4 separate regions of the Gossypium hirsutum genome follow, and regions 1, 2 and 3 are each linked to region 4. Evidence: chromatin contacts called from public Hi-C data. All regions are on one chromosome and are shown on one strand. The core of a region is the stretch at or near the end of the contact, and the rest is flanking DNA. Distances in the headings are between cores, read along the strand shown. Region 1 holds the start of LOC107888657 (kinesin-like protein KIN-14U). Region 2 holds the start of LOC107888682 (protein translocase subunit SecA). Region 3 holds the start of LOC107888756 (guanosine deaminase). Region 4 holds the start of LOC107955925 (serine/threonine-protein kinase EDR1).

The links. Hi-C and Micro-C count contacts between places; a contact is called where the count stands out from the background.
Region 1: a Hi-C map of leaf shows a contact between it and region 4, with 1.9 times the contacts expected there. The contact joins the promoter of LOC107888657 here to the promoter of LOC107955925 in region 4. A contact is called at or near these places in 9 of 34 Hi-C or Micro-C datasets (callus, fibers, hypocotyl and 1 more).
Region 2: a contact with region 4 is called in a Hi-C map of leaf, with 2.4 times the contacts expected there. The contact joins the promoter of LOC107888682 here to the promoter of LOC107955925 in region 4. A contact is called at or near these places in 7 of 34 Hi-C or Micro-C datasets (anther, callus, fibers and 1 more).
Region 3: a contact with region 4 is called in a Hi-C map of leaf, with 2.3 times the contacts expected there. The contact joins the promoter of LOC107888756 here to the promoter of LOC107955925 in region 4. A contact is called at or near these places in 2 of 34 Hi-C or Micro-C datasets (both in leaf).

What each region holds. Positions count from the first base shown.
Region 1 is chrA11:110,106,372-110,109,101 of Gossypium_hirsutum_v2.1, reverse strand. LOC107888657 (kinesin-like protein KIN-14U) reads left to right here and starts at 1,447. Exons shown (of 11, transcript XM_016812835.2): 1 at 1,447-1,712; 2 at 2,050-2,364; 3 at 2,450-2,533; 4 at 2,619-2,730. The coding sequence starts at 2,142.
Region 2 is chrA11:110,057,781-110,060,711 of Gossypium_hirsutum_v2.1, reverse strand. LOC107888682 (protein translocase subunit SecA) reads left to right here and starts at 1,412. Exons shown (of 5, transcript XM_041081705.1): 1 at 1,412-1,731; 2 at 1,886-2,034; 3 at 2,241-2,402. The coding sequence starts at 1,512.
Region 3 is chrA11:109,403,175-109,406,337 of Gossypium_hirsutum_v2.1, reverse strand. LOC107888756 (guanosine deaminase) reads right to left here and starts at 1,611. Exons shown (of 5, transcript XM_016812952.2): 1 at 1,284-1,611; 2 at 852-911. The coding sequence starts at 1,299.
Region 4 is chrA11:109,716,617-109,719,570 of Gossypium_hirsutum_v2.1, reverse strand. It overlaps LOC107955925 (serine/threonine-protein kinase EDR1), which reads right to left and starts at 1,286. Exons shown (of 13, transcript XM_041081701.1): 1 at 761-1,286. The coding sequence starts at 1,210.

The sequences.
Region 1 (2,730 bases), core at 198-2,697, 390 kb before region 4:
ACAAGTATTCACTGATAAAACTATCATTAATGTTTTCAAATTAATTATTGAAATTTTATTTTATGATTTCAACAATCCCAAAAGTAGTACTCCGCCCATTATTACATCTTTACCGTTAACGGCAAGTTTTTAGGTTCTCTGTATAAACCGTCAGAAAAAATAATTGTTCAATCTTTTTGTAACCAAAAAAAATACCTTCCCATCTTTAACCTTTGTCCAATCAAATTTGGCCACGTTGTAAGAAACAATGACAGTTACAGACATGTTTGTGTTTTGTTCCAGTAGTTCGTAATTAAATATATATATGTATTATAAAAATGTTCATTGCATCGTAGCAGACTTCAATTCAAAATGTTTTATATATTTTACCCAAAAAGGTTATGTTGAATTTTTGAATTGCTTATATAAAATTCAATATAATTGTATATGGATTGAGTTAGAAGATGGATATAGTGAAGGTTAAATAAATTTGAAGGGTGATTTTATAATTTCAACTATTTTTCCATATTTAAATTAATGTAAGTGCTTTTATCGTAAAAATAAGAATTTGAAGTCACAAAAATAGAGATGAAAAACATGTATACATAGTGGATTAGTTTTGTACCATCTTTGCTTAATATTATTAATGTTTGAGGGTTAACATTTATATCTTGAAATTAGTGTCACAAATTAATTAGGTATGACTAATAATGATATATATATAAAACATAATCTAAAGTCTCGTTTAGTTTTAAGACACATTTTTATAAATATATTTTTTACACTCACATTGTAAATATGTTATAATTTAGTAATTAATATTTCAGTAGGACGATGTTCATTTGTATCATATTTACATTACACTTATAACTTCTAAATTATTATATATTTATATAATATTTTTAAGAGAGAATCTATTTATACCGAGGTAGAACTAAAATAATTTTTCACTTTTTTTGTATATTTTTATACTATTAATATTTTAATATTCCAACAGTTAAACGACTCAATATCTTTATTATATTAATCTAAAATATTATATATATATATATTAATAAATATAGAACGGTTAAATTTTTTTTACATAAACTATATAATTAAAAATTTTAAATTTACGTCAAATTTGACTTACATAATCTATATAAAAGAAATATAAAATATGACGATTAGATCATTAAAATATACTTTTTTTTTAAAAAAAATCCAAAATCGTGGATAGTTACATGTCATCAAATTTTTTTCACTTCATACTCTGACCGTGGAGGGATCCAATCCAAGTTCCTTCACTTTCAGTTCAGTCAAACAATTGAGATATAACTTCTTATTCCAATCTTGCTCCTCCGCCCCTCACACTCCTCCCTGAAATGACAATAACTAAATAAATAAAATTACAGTTTTGATCTTTAGATCTGGACCAACCAATACTTATTCTTACATTATATATATTTTAACATGTTCTTTTTTCAATAAACAAGCTTAAAAAAGCTTCATTTAAACAATCAGACTCCAAAGATTTATTCACTATTCCATCATTTATATTAACTGATGGTAAAACCAAAATTTCCTTTTTCCTTTTTCTGTGATTTCTCAAAATTTTCTCTTTGTGTTTGAAAATTCCAGCTCTCCCACTGTTGACTTTAAGCTCATCTTTCTCTTGCATGAAAGTCCAAGCCTTCATAATTACTACGGGCAACATTTTTTCTTCTTCCTGTTTTTGGGTTTTATTTAACACAGTAAGATAGCTATAAAGTTGTTCTCTTTTGATTATTACAAGCTTTATTGATCTTTGGGTTTATCAGATTTTGTGCCATAGTCCAAACTTAGCTTTTTAGGGTTGTTTTTAGACAAAAAAGATTCTGGGTTTCTTTTTAAAATTTTAATTTCTTCTACAACCTAAATATAGATCTTTAGCTGGTTTTAGTTGTTTCTCCTTCTTTTTTAAAATCTAAGCTGTTTCTCTATTACTTTTTTGTACTTTTGCCAACTTAAGACGTTTCTTAAATAGAAAAAGTAGAACCTTTGAGTATTTACTTCTACTTTTTTATAGTTATTATTATCATTCATTTCCAGAAAATCTATTTGGTTGTTGCTGTGTTCTGAAGGCAAGAAAAAGTGTTGGTTTATAACTGCAAAAGGGGGTTGGATTGTTTGGTAAAAGAAAAATGTTGATTAGTAGTGAAACAGAGGAAATCACTTTGCCTTCAAATGAAGTTAAAGAGTGTTCGACATCATCTCCAGTAGGATCAAGTCCTGATTCCCTTAATGGATTGCCCCCACCACCAGATTTGCCTGATTCTCCATCACTGTCCACCATTTTCTGTGATGTCAATGTGGTTCCTGAGCATGAAAAGAGCCAGCTTGAGCAGTCTATACACAAATTACAAGGTAAAATTTTGAGCTTTTTCATATTAAGGATTGAGGTTATTGTATTGATTTCATTAACATATGCTTGTTTTAAATTTTTTTTTAGGTGAAATTGCTGAATTGAGGTTAATCCTAAGGTCAATAGATGAGAAAAGGAGGGAAACGTTGAATAAGATAATAGACATCAAAGGTAAATTATCGTCTTGTTGTTGTGTTAAGAACATTAGCTTGTGTGTTTATTCTGTTTGGTTTTAAGGATTGGTGTCAATTTGCAGGCACCATTAGAGTGTTTTGTCGAGTTAGGCCTTTCCTTTCGACAGACAAGAGACGAACCCTGGAACCTATTTCGAGTGAACTTGATCGGGTTATCGTCACATCAAGTGGAAG
Region 2 (2,931 bases), core at 163-2,662, 340 kb before region 4:
GTCAGGCCAAATGACTCAAAGGAAACATAAATGGTCTAAAATGTGTATATCAATTATAGGCTCATTCGCGTTGTCCATGACATTTGGACAAAGAATCTTAAATTTTTTGAGATTTTTAAAATATTAACATTATAGAATTTATCAATTCTAAAGGTAAGAATTGTAATTGCTTTGTTAGGATAAATAATTGATTTAGAAAAAAATAAAGTTGATGAAATTTTACAAATAAAAGAATAATTATAAAAAAGAATAATTATATTAATAATAAATAATATAAAAAAGATCCAATATAGATATTCTTATATTTGTAAAAATTTATAAATAGTTTTAATAAAATAAAATTTTAAATGTATATTATATTAAATAAAAATAAATTTTGAAGTTTAAGTTTTTATCTTATCCTTTAAAAAAAATCGTACTAAAAGAAACATTTTCTAATCTTTCTATAACTTTTATTAATTTTTATTTTTTATCATTTTCACCACATGTTACGATGTGTTGGGACACGTGATGCTTTAATTGAAAAAAATTGGGAGTCATTAACTTCAACAGTCAACAGCTAAAGTTAAAGTTTAAAGGAATTTTTTGATGTATTTTATGATTTTTATAAAATTTTACATTTTTTTTACAATTTTTATAATTTTTTCAAAGTTTTAATATTTTTTATTAAATATAATAATTTTTATTGATTTTTATTTTTTACCGCATGCCACATCGTGATTATGACTCACGATGATTTTAATTAAAAAAATTAGGGACAATTAATTTTAATGGTCAACTGTTAAAGTTAACAGTAAAATAGTCTTTTTTTTATGCATTTTGAAAATAGAAATACACAATTGAATGCAAAAAAAAAAGGAAAAAAAAGGGCTTAATTGCTTTGTTTGAAAAGGTTTGAGGGCCTTTTAAAGCATTTTGAAAGTTTCAAGTATCTAATTGAGTGAAAAAAAATAATGGCTTAATTGTTTTTTTAAAAAATGATGGCTTTTTACAACTTTAATTCTTTTTTAAAATTATATTTTTTCAGTTTTTTCAAAATATTTAATAATTTTAAAATCCTGAAAAATCTATTTATTTTTAAAATTTTTAAAATTCAAAAAGCTTGAAATTTTTTTAAAGATTTTTCATGATTTTTTAAATAGGGGAATTACCCGATTTTGTTACGTGGCATAATCCTGACATGTCATGTAACGAAATTAATGGAAGTCAAGGGATTACACAGAAATTGATTTTTTGAGTCGTAATTGATATCTTATATTCGATTAAGGGCTCAACTGAATGTTATTTTCGATTGAGGGTTTAATTGATTATTAAATTATTTTACAGGGACTTTTTTATATATTAAGAATTAAACTTCTAACTCTACTAAAGTAATCCAAGATTTATTTTACTCAGAACGCAGTGTTTCAGCGACTATAAGAGTTAAAATAAAGGATCAAGAGCATCTATATCGTCTATTTCATTGATAAACCTGGGAAACTTGGCAGAACTTCCCATTTTTTCCATAGATAATGCTTTCTTCTAGATTCGTAAACAGCATTTCCAAGAGAAACTTCATTTCTTCTGGATACAGTTACCCCGAACGTCACTTGATTTTATCACAGCAATGTCCGATCTTCACCACGTCACCTGTCCACTCCTCATGGATGGACTCGATCAAAGAGGTCTTCACCGGCAAGAAGACCTCTCCAGATGATCATGTAACCAGTGCCGAATCCTTCACTCTCCTCCGTGAGTCATCTCCTGACCATCACTTTCACTTTAGCTCATTTACCTGGGTTTCATTTAGTTGTAGTTCCCTTTTTTTTTACTACTATTAATTCACATTTTTGTTTTTGAAATTTTAAAATTAATTTGATAATACTACTTAATGTTATTACTTTAGGATTTGCCGATGAACTGGAGAATGCTAGAAATGTAGGGAAATTTAAGCAATACATAGTTGGTAGAACCAGCGAGGCTACGTTTGAGGATGTTTTTGAGAAAAAATTAGCCATCGTTAGGTATCTTGGAGGTTGTGAGCCGACCGGCGAGGTTGTTTTCTAGTTTTCCTCTCAAATTTATTTTTATGAATTTTCTTCTTTTTTTTGCTTTATTATATTATGTTAAATGTGTTCTCAGTTGAGTGGCGAATTTGTTGGTTGTTATTGATGCTGATTTTATTTACGTTTATGGTTGGAGCCCTGCGGGTGAATTCGCTGATTGTGGATTTAGATTTTGACTTCTTTTTTTTTTTTTAGAATCTCCAACTGAGTCAAAAGAAAGAAGCTGCAAAACAATGTGATTGTACTTTATTAGATGTTGAGAATGCTCTTGCGAAGTTCACATGGGCTAAAGAAGTTCATAAGAAGATGGTTCAGCTGAAAGAGGAAGGCAAACCGATGCCAAAGAACTTTGCTGAGGTAGGTTCACCAGTGGTTTTTTTCAGTTATGTTTTTGCTGATCATTTGTTGGATGATTAAAATGTATGAGCTAGTGTCTTTATGCTTATCGCTCAATTTGTCTGATCTTAAATTCTCTAAGTTAATGTATCTTTGTCTTTTGGCTGCTGCTCGGTGAATATGACGTTGAATGTAGGATAAGCTATTTGAAAGATAAGTAAGATATTTGTCTAAGAGGGTAGGGGAGTTGGTTATGCATATTATCTGAATCAAAATGATGATTTTACATCTTGTTATTCAGACTATAGTTTGAGTGTCTGATATATATGTTTGACACAGGTGTGTTATGTTCATTTTTTGTCAAAGTTTTTTCATGTATTTGGAGGATTTCTAGAGGATTATATCCCTATATTCGTTCTGGTCCGAGACTTGCATCAAACATGGATGCATAAAGGAAAAGAAAGAGTCGAACTAACATAGAGTTACTGATGGTTGAAGCATTAAATCTGTCTTCATACACTGAAGTTTTTAAGGATGTTTGGTCTGCTGA
Region 3 (3,163 bases), core at 362-2,861, 310 kb after region 4:
TCACTCCCATGTTGTCCAGAACCCCGTCTCTTATACTTATGACATATTGATTATCCAAGCAATAATGACAACCCTCACTATGATCCATAACTTGTGATAACTAAAAAACCTACTATTGGATAACACAGCTATGCCATCCAGACTCTTTGTTTCTCCCGAACCCATGGCTAACACCTATGTGCAATACATATCTAGATATGGATATGAACTCATCCTCAAGTCTGGGTAACATAGATCAAAACAGCATATCTAAGCAACATACCAGATCAACAATACTGATAACCATCACCATGATCCATAAACTCTGACATAGATTCTTTATTTTTCCTAAACCTGTGTCCAACACCTATGTACGACACATACCCGGACATTGATATGCGGTCATCCTCAAATCCAGGAAACATAAATTAACACGGAATATCTAAGCAGTATACCACATCATCAATGATAACCATCAGTATGATCCATAAACTGTGACACAGCTAAAAGCCATCACATAACACCTACGTTATTTCTACTCTTCGTTTTTCCTAAACCCGAGTCTAACACCTATGTCCGACATATGTTCAGACTCGCCCCAGGTAACATAGATTAACACAGCATATCCAAGCAATATACCAGATCATAAATATCAGTCTGATCTATAAAATGTGACAGCTAAAAAAGTAAACCATAAGATATGTGTATTGAAGGAAGTAAATCTCCATTACTATACTAAAACAATAGGCAAAATTCAATGAATGAAAAAGAATATCTTGAATCTACCGAAATAATTCTAATGGTAGCAACTATGAAGAGGCCATTTAATATTAGCTTTTTAACATTAAATCCTATGAAAAGTTGACAATTACCTTCTTGATGACCAGGAAAAGCAGAGGCAACGGAAATGGTTCCTTCTTTAGCTTCCAACACTGTTTTTTTTTTAAATAAAAATAAAAAGAAACATTAATATTACAATTAATTATTCACAAAATAAGATTGAAAATTGAGACACATAATATTCTTCAAATGCATGCATAAAACCTAAAAACTATAATTTAAAACAAATTGTGGAAAAAGTGAGTTCCTTTTTTACTTCCAGGCATTCACAAATTCAATTGATCTGTCTAATACTAAAACTAGAAATGCAAAGCGAAGTGGAAAAATTCAGTTCTCTCAGATTCTGGAAAAGTAACAATGAAATTTTCATGAAAGATGAAAAAAAAAAGAGAAAGAAAGGATTAAAGATCAAGAAAACAAAATCTTAAAAAATATAAAAACAAAACCCAGAAAGAAAAGCATACCCTTTGCCTCTTCCATGATGAGAAAAAAAACAGAGAAGAAAATTGAAACGCTGGGTTAAGGAAAGGCAAATGGGGGTAGTCAACAGAATATGGGAAAAAGAGAAGATAAAATGTGAAAGAGAGAAAGATAGGAGAACCAGCAAGGCTTGTTCACGTAATTATATAGGAATGTATATTTATATGTAATATATATTATTAAATATTAAATAAGACTCATGGAGGAGAAAATTAAAAATAAAGAGTTACAAAGGAAAGGGAAAAGGAAAAAATTCAAGTTGCAGAAAAAACACATGCAATATAATAAAAGACAAATGGGAATCTCTTTTTTATCTTGGGGCTGATTCAGTTTATTTGTTTTCTTTTCAATGCCCTTTTTTTTAAAAAAAATTATATTTTCCTATGGGAGTCTATGTTTTTTTTTTTTTTTTTTTTTTTGGTTTTCCTGAAAGCACTTATAGGAGTCTCCAGAGTTGTTTGTGATGGGTTATTTTTAGGCTGTTCTCAACCACTAACTTCTTTTTGAACTATTTCTATTTTGTTTTTAAGGTCAAATCTAAAAGCTAAAATAAATATATTAAAACGTTTTAAATTTTATTTTTATTATATTTAAATAAATATTAATTTATTAATTTATAAGTTGTAGGATCGATTTAATTTGTATCATGTTTTCAAAATTATAAAAATAAATTTATTTGTTTAAGTAAATATATGAAAGAATTTTAAAATTTGTAGATAATTTCAGGGGGGGTTAATTTTCACCAAACTTGGTGGTGTTTAAAAGTCATAATTACTTATTTATCCTTTTAGCTTTATGAAAAAATCATTTTACTCATTCCTTTAATTTATTATCCATTTTAGCTCTTAAACTTATTTTTTGTCATATCACCTAAAAATAAATAAAAAATTATTATTATTTTAATTTTATTAATGTGATCCATGCAAGCAATTAAATATTTTTAAAATTGTAAAAATTAAAAAATATATAAAAAGTATTTTAAAATTTTAATTAATTGCTAACGTTGTATACACATAGCAATCAACATGTATGACGTCATCAAAATTAACAAACATTAACTTTTCCATCTATTTTAGGGTGATTTGACAAATAATACAAATTCAAATGTTAAAAAGATGAAAAATTAAATAAAAGGTTAAAATAACTTTTTTTATAAAGTTGGAGGATCAAAAAATTCATTATGCCTTTTCAGAATTACTCATATTTCTATTCCATTCAAAATTCATTATTATTTATTTTATTTTATTAAAACTATTTATAAAAATACAATTAAAATGATATCCATCTTGGATATTTTTATATTATTTATTTTTAATATAATTAGTTTTTTTAAAATTCTAATAACCTATTTTTTTTTCTAAATCAATTATTTATTTGAATAAAGTAATTGTAAATGTTAGTGTTTTGAACTAATGAATTCTAAACAGTTAATATTTTAAAATTTTTCATCCAAACATGCTGTTAGGATCTGTTTGAGTAAGGAATTTGTAGGAGAGATTTATTTTTATGAAGATTTTCAAAATTCTAAAAAATAATTTACTTGTTTGTTGAATATATTAGTGAATTTCAAAATTTGTGGATAATTCCACTTAAAGAGGCGATTTTTTAAAATTTTTCATTATTTTATTTTATTTAATACATGTAGTCTCATTCCAAGATAGAAAAAAACCTTCAAAAATCGTGTTTTTAATAATCTAATATATATTTTTAAAATTTTGTTTTTATTAAAACTATGTATATTTTTTTTACAAATATAACAATATTTATATTGAACCTTTTGAATTATTTATTTTTTAAAATCTTTAAAATTTTAATAACTTAATTTTTCTAAAACAAGCAATCATTAGCATTTCAATAACTTAAT
Region 4 (2,954 bases), core at 37-2,536:
AACTGGCCTAATATGACCAATTCCAAACTGTAACACCAGCAAAGTCAAATGCTAACCATAAAAACTAAAGCTCATTCACAAGAACGCACCATGGTTCAGTTTCCAGGTACTTCATTCCTAGTTAGAAAACCATCAAAGCTCAAATTTTGATTATAAAAAATACGATAAAATGTATATAAACTACCATAATTCTTGTGGAAACACATATTAGTTCAAGCTTTTTCACAAAAATTCACCATATATGAGAATCCAAAATAAAGCTCAAACCATAGCTCGTGCTAATCAATCAATCCAAAGATGAATCAATAGCAGAAACTAAACGCCCCTGATCCAGGCCACTCACTTTAATTAGATTTACCAAAATTTCAGTTCAACCCTCAAAAAAAGTATCAAGCAAAAGAAGACATAAAACTCCTATAAACCATCAAAACCTAAAGGTAGACGCTCTTCCCAGCTTGTCCACCACAATTCACAAGAAGCAAGAGTCCAGAGTAACCTACTTCATGATCAGATACAAAACAGTTGAAATAAAAACAATTCACTATTGACTTCCATTTCTCCAGTAAAAGCACAATTAATTCGAGCTTTTCCACATAAATTCAATACAGTAACTAGCCCTAATTAAATAGTCCGAAACTTAGCCAGCTGAATCAACTACAAAAAGCAAAATTCTAGCTCATTCAGTCCAATTCGACCTACCAAAATTCCAATTCAACCTTCAAAATTATTAAAAAACACACACACACAAAAAAACACATACCCAATACTGCCTGGCTAAGACCTCGGCTGCCACATCATCTTTATCCCTCCCTACCCCCAAATCCATCCGATGATGACTCCCTAAACTCAAAATAGCCGTTTCTCGGATCTGATCCTTCTTCGGATCCTCCGAATTCGAAGCGCTTATAGCTAGGGCTAACTGAACCTGAAACTCTTCCTCCGATAACATATAATCTCGATTCGTCGCAGTCACCGTCGATGACGGCGTAATCAAACCCGTGCTCGAGGTTACAGGCACAGTCGCCGCGGTCACCGGGGACGATGACGCACTAGTTGTAGTAGGAGGACTCGCCGGAGAGTTCTCGGACGCTGCGCGTTGATTATCAGCGGGATCGTTACTGCTTCCTATGTGCAGCTTCTTAAAAATGTGCTTCATTTTTTCTCGTTTCTTCATCTTCTTCACTTTCTCAGTTTCCTCGCTTTCTCGCATTTTCTCTCTCACTTTCTTTTCTTTACTTTTTTTTTTTCGAAGGGTCAACGTAATGTCGGAAACAATAGGAGGGAAACTTAGAGGAATGGTATTGCTGTATGTATATATAGTAGTCTTGGTGGGTAATAATACGGCTTGTCCTTGAGAAATATCTACGAAATTGCCATTTATAATCTTTTCCTACACGCGCATTCGTTTGACGATGTTCAAGTGAAGGAAACCAATGGAAATAAGACACGCTGGCATTGAGTTTTGCATACTTGGAGTGGAGGGTCATAATGTTTTTTAAATTGGATAGATGATCAAATATTCAAATTTACCTCTTCATCAATTTGATTCATTCAATCGGTTTAATTGGTTCAATTAAAAATTTATTTAAAACTTGATCACCGACTCAATCAATTTGACTATAAATTTAATCGACTTTTAGTTAATTTAATCAGTTTGTATCAAATTTCAATTTAATCAATTCAAAAATAACTTTTGATTCAGTTGATTCAAATTTCAATTTAATCAAGTTAAAATTTTGGTCAAATTTTGTTCTTGGTCTCTCTAATATGTATAAGTTGTAAATTTAATTTTTATATTTTGATTTGATATTTTTAAATTTTTTTATATTTTTTGAATTTTTAAATTTTAGTCTTGACTAAAATGACAATTATTTAATTCATCAAGTTAAATGTTGTTATTTTAAAAACATTATACAACAAATATATTATCATAGGTGTAATGTCAAGCCATCTTACTATTTTCATATAATGCTTATAAAAAAGTTGCGTTATTTCATTAATGGACTTAAAGGCTATTGCTTTTAATCATATTGGAATTTCAAAATTCAAAAAGTATAGGGACTAAAAATTATCAAATTAGAAAATATGGATTAAATCCACAAATTATATATGGTATGAGACTAATAGTAGATTTAACCTAATAAATTGAACAATTACCTTTTGAATTAATATTAAAATTTTAAATTTAAAAAATACATGGACTAAAATTATCCAAATAAGATACATAGACCAAATCTGTAATTTACATGTACTACAATGATTATTATCATAATTTGACCTAGAAATAATACATAAATTTTGATTTTTTTACGATTTAGAGCTTATTTGATAACTTATTGAAAAAATCAAATCAACTGAAAATTAATATTTTAAGGGATTTTTCAAGCACTTTGATAATCCATAAAAAATAAAATATAGAACTTTTTCAAAGAAAAAATGTATAAAATGATAAAGAAGATAATGAGTCACCTATCACTTAATGTATTTTTTCAGTTATTTTATTTTATTTTGTTTCTTTAAATATTATCCAAATGCTTTGTTTTTAATTTTTTAAAATTGTATTTATCAAATAGTCTAATTATATTCCATACTTAGTATACCAAACATATTTTAAGGGTGTGTTTGGACATTACAAAGAAATTGAAGTAACTACGTTCTCTTATAATTATAAAGAGTTTTAATTTCTTAGAAGTCATTGGCTAATAAAATGTAATTGCATCATAATTCCTATATCATATTTGGTAGTTTAAATTTTAATTATATAATTAAATAATCTTACATGCTAAAAATATATATTAATTATTATTAAAAATTATCAATAATACTTGAGAAGAAAATTCTTTAAAAAAGTAACAAAACTTAAAAATCAAATCATATCTTATGTAATATGTTAGTCTAAGAAAATATCCGAAATATAATTTCTAATAAAAATTTTAAAGAAGAAAATGTTATGC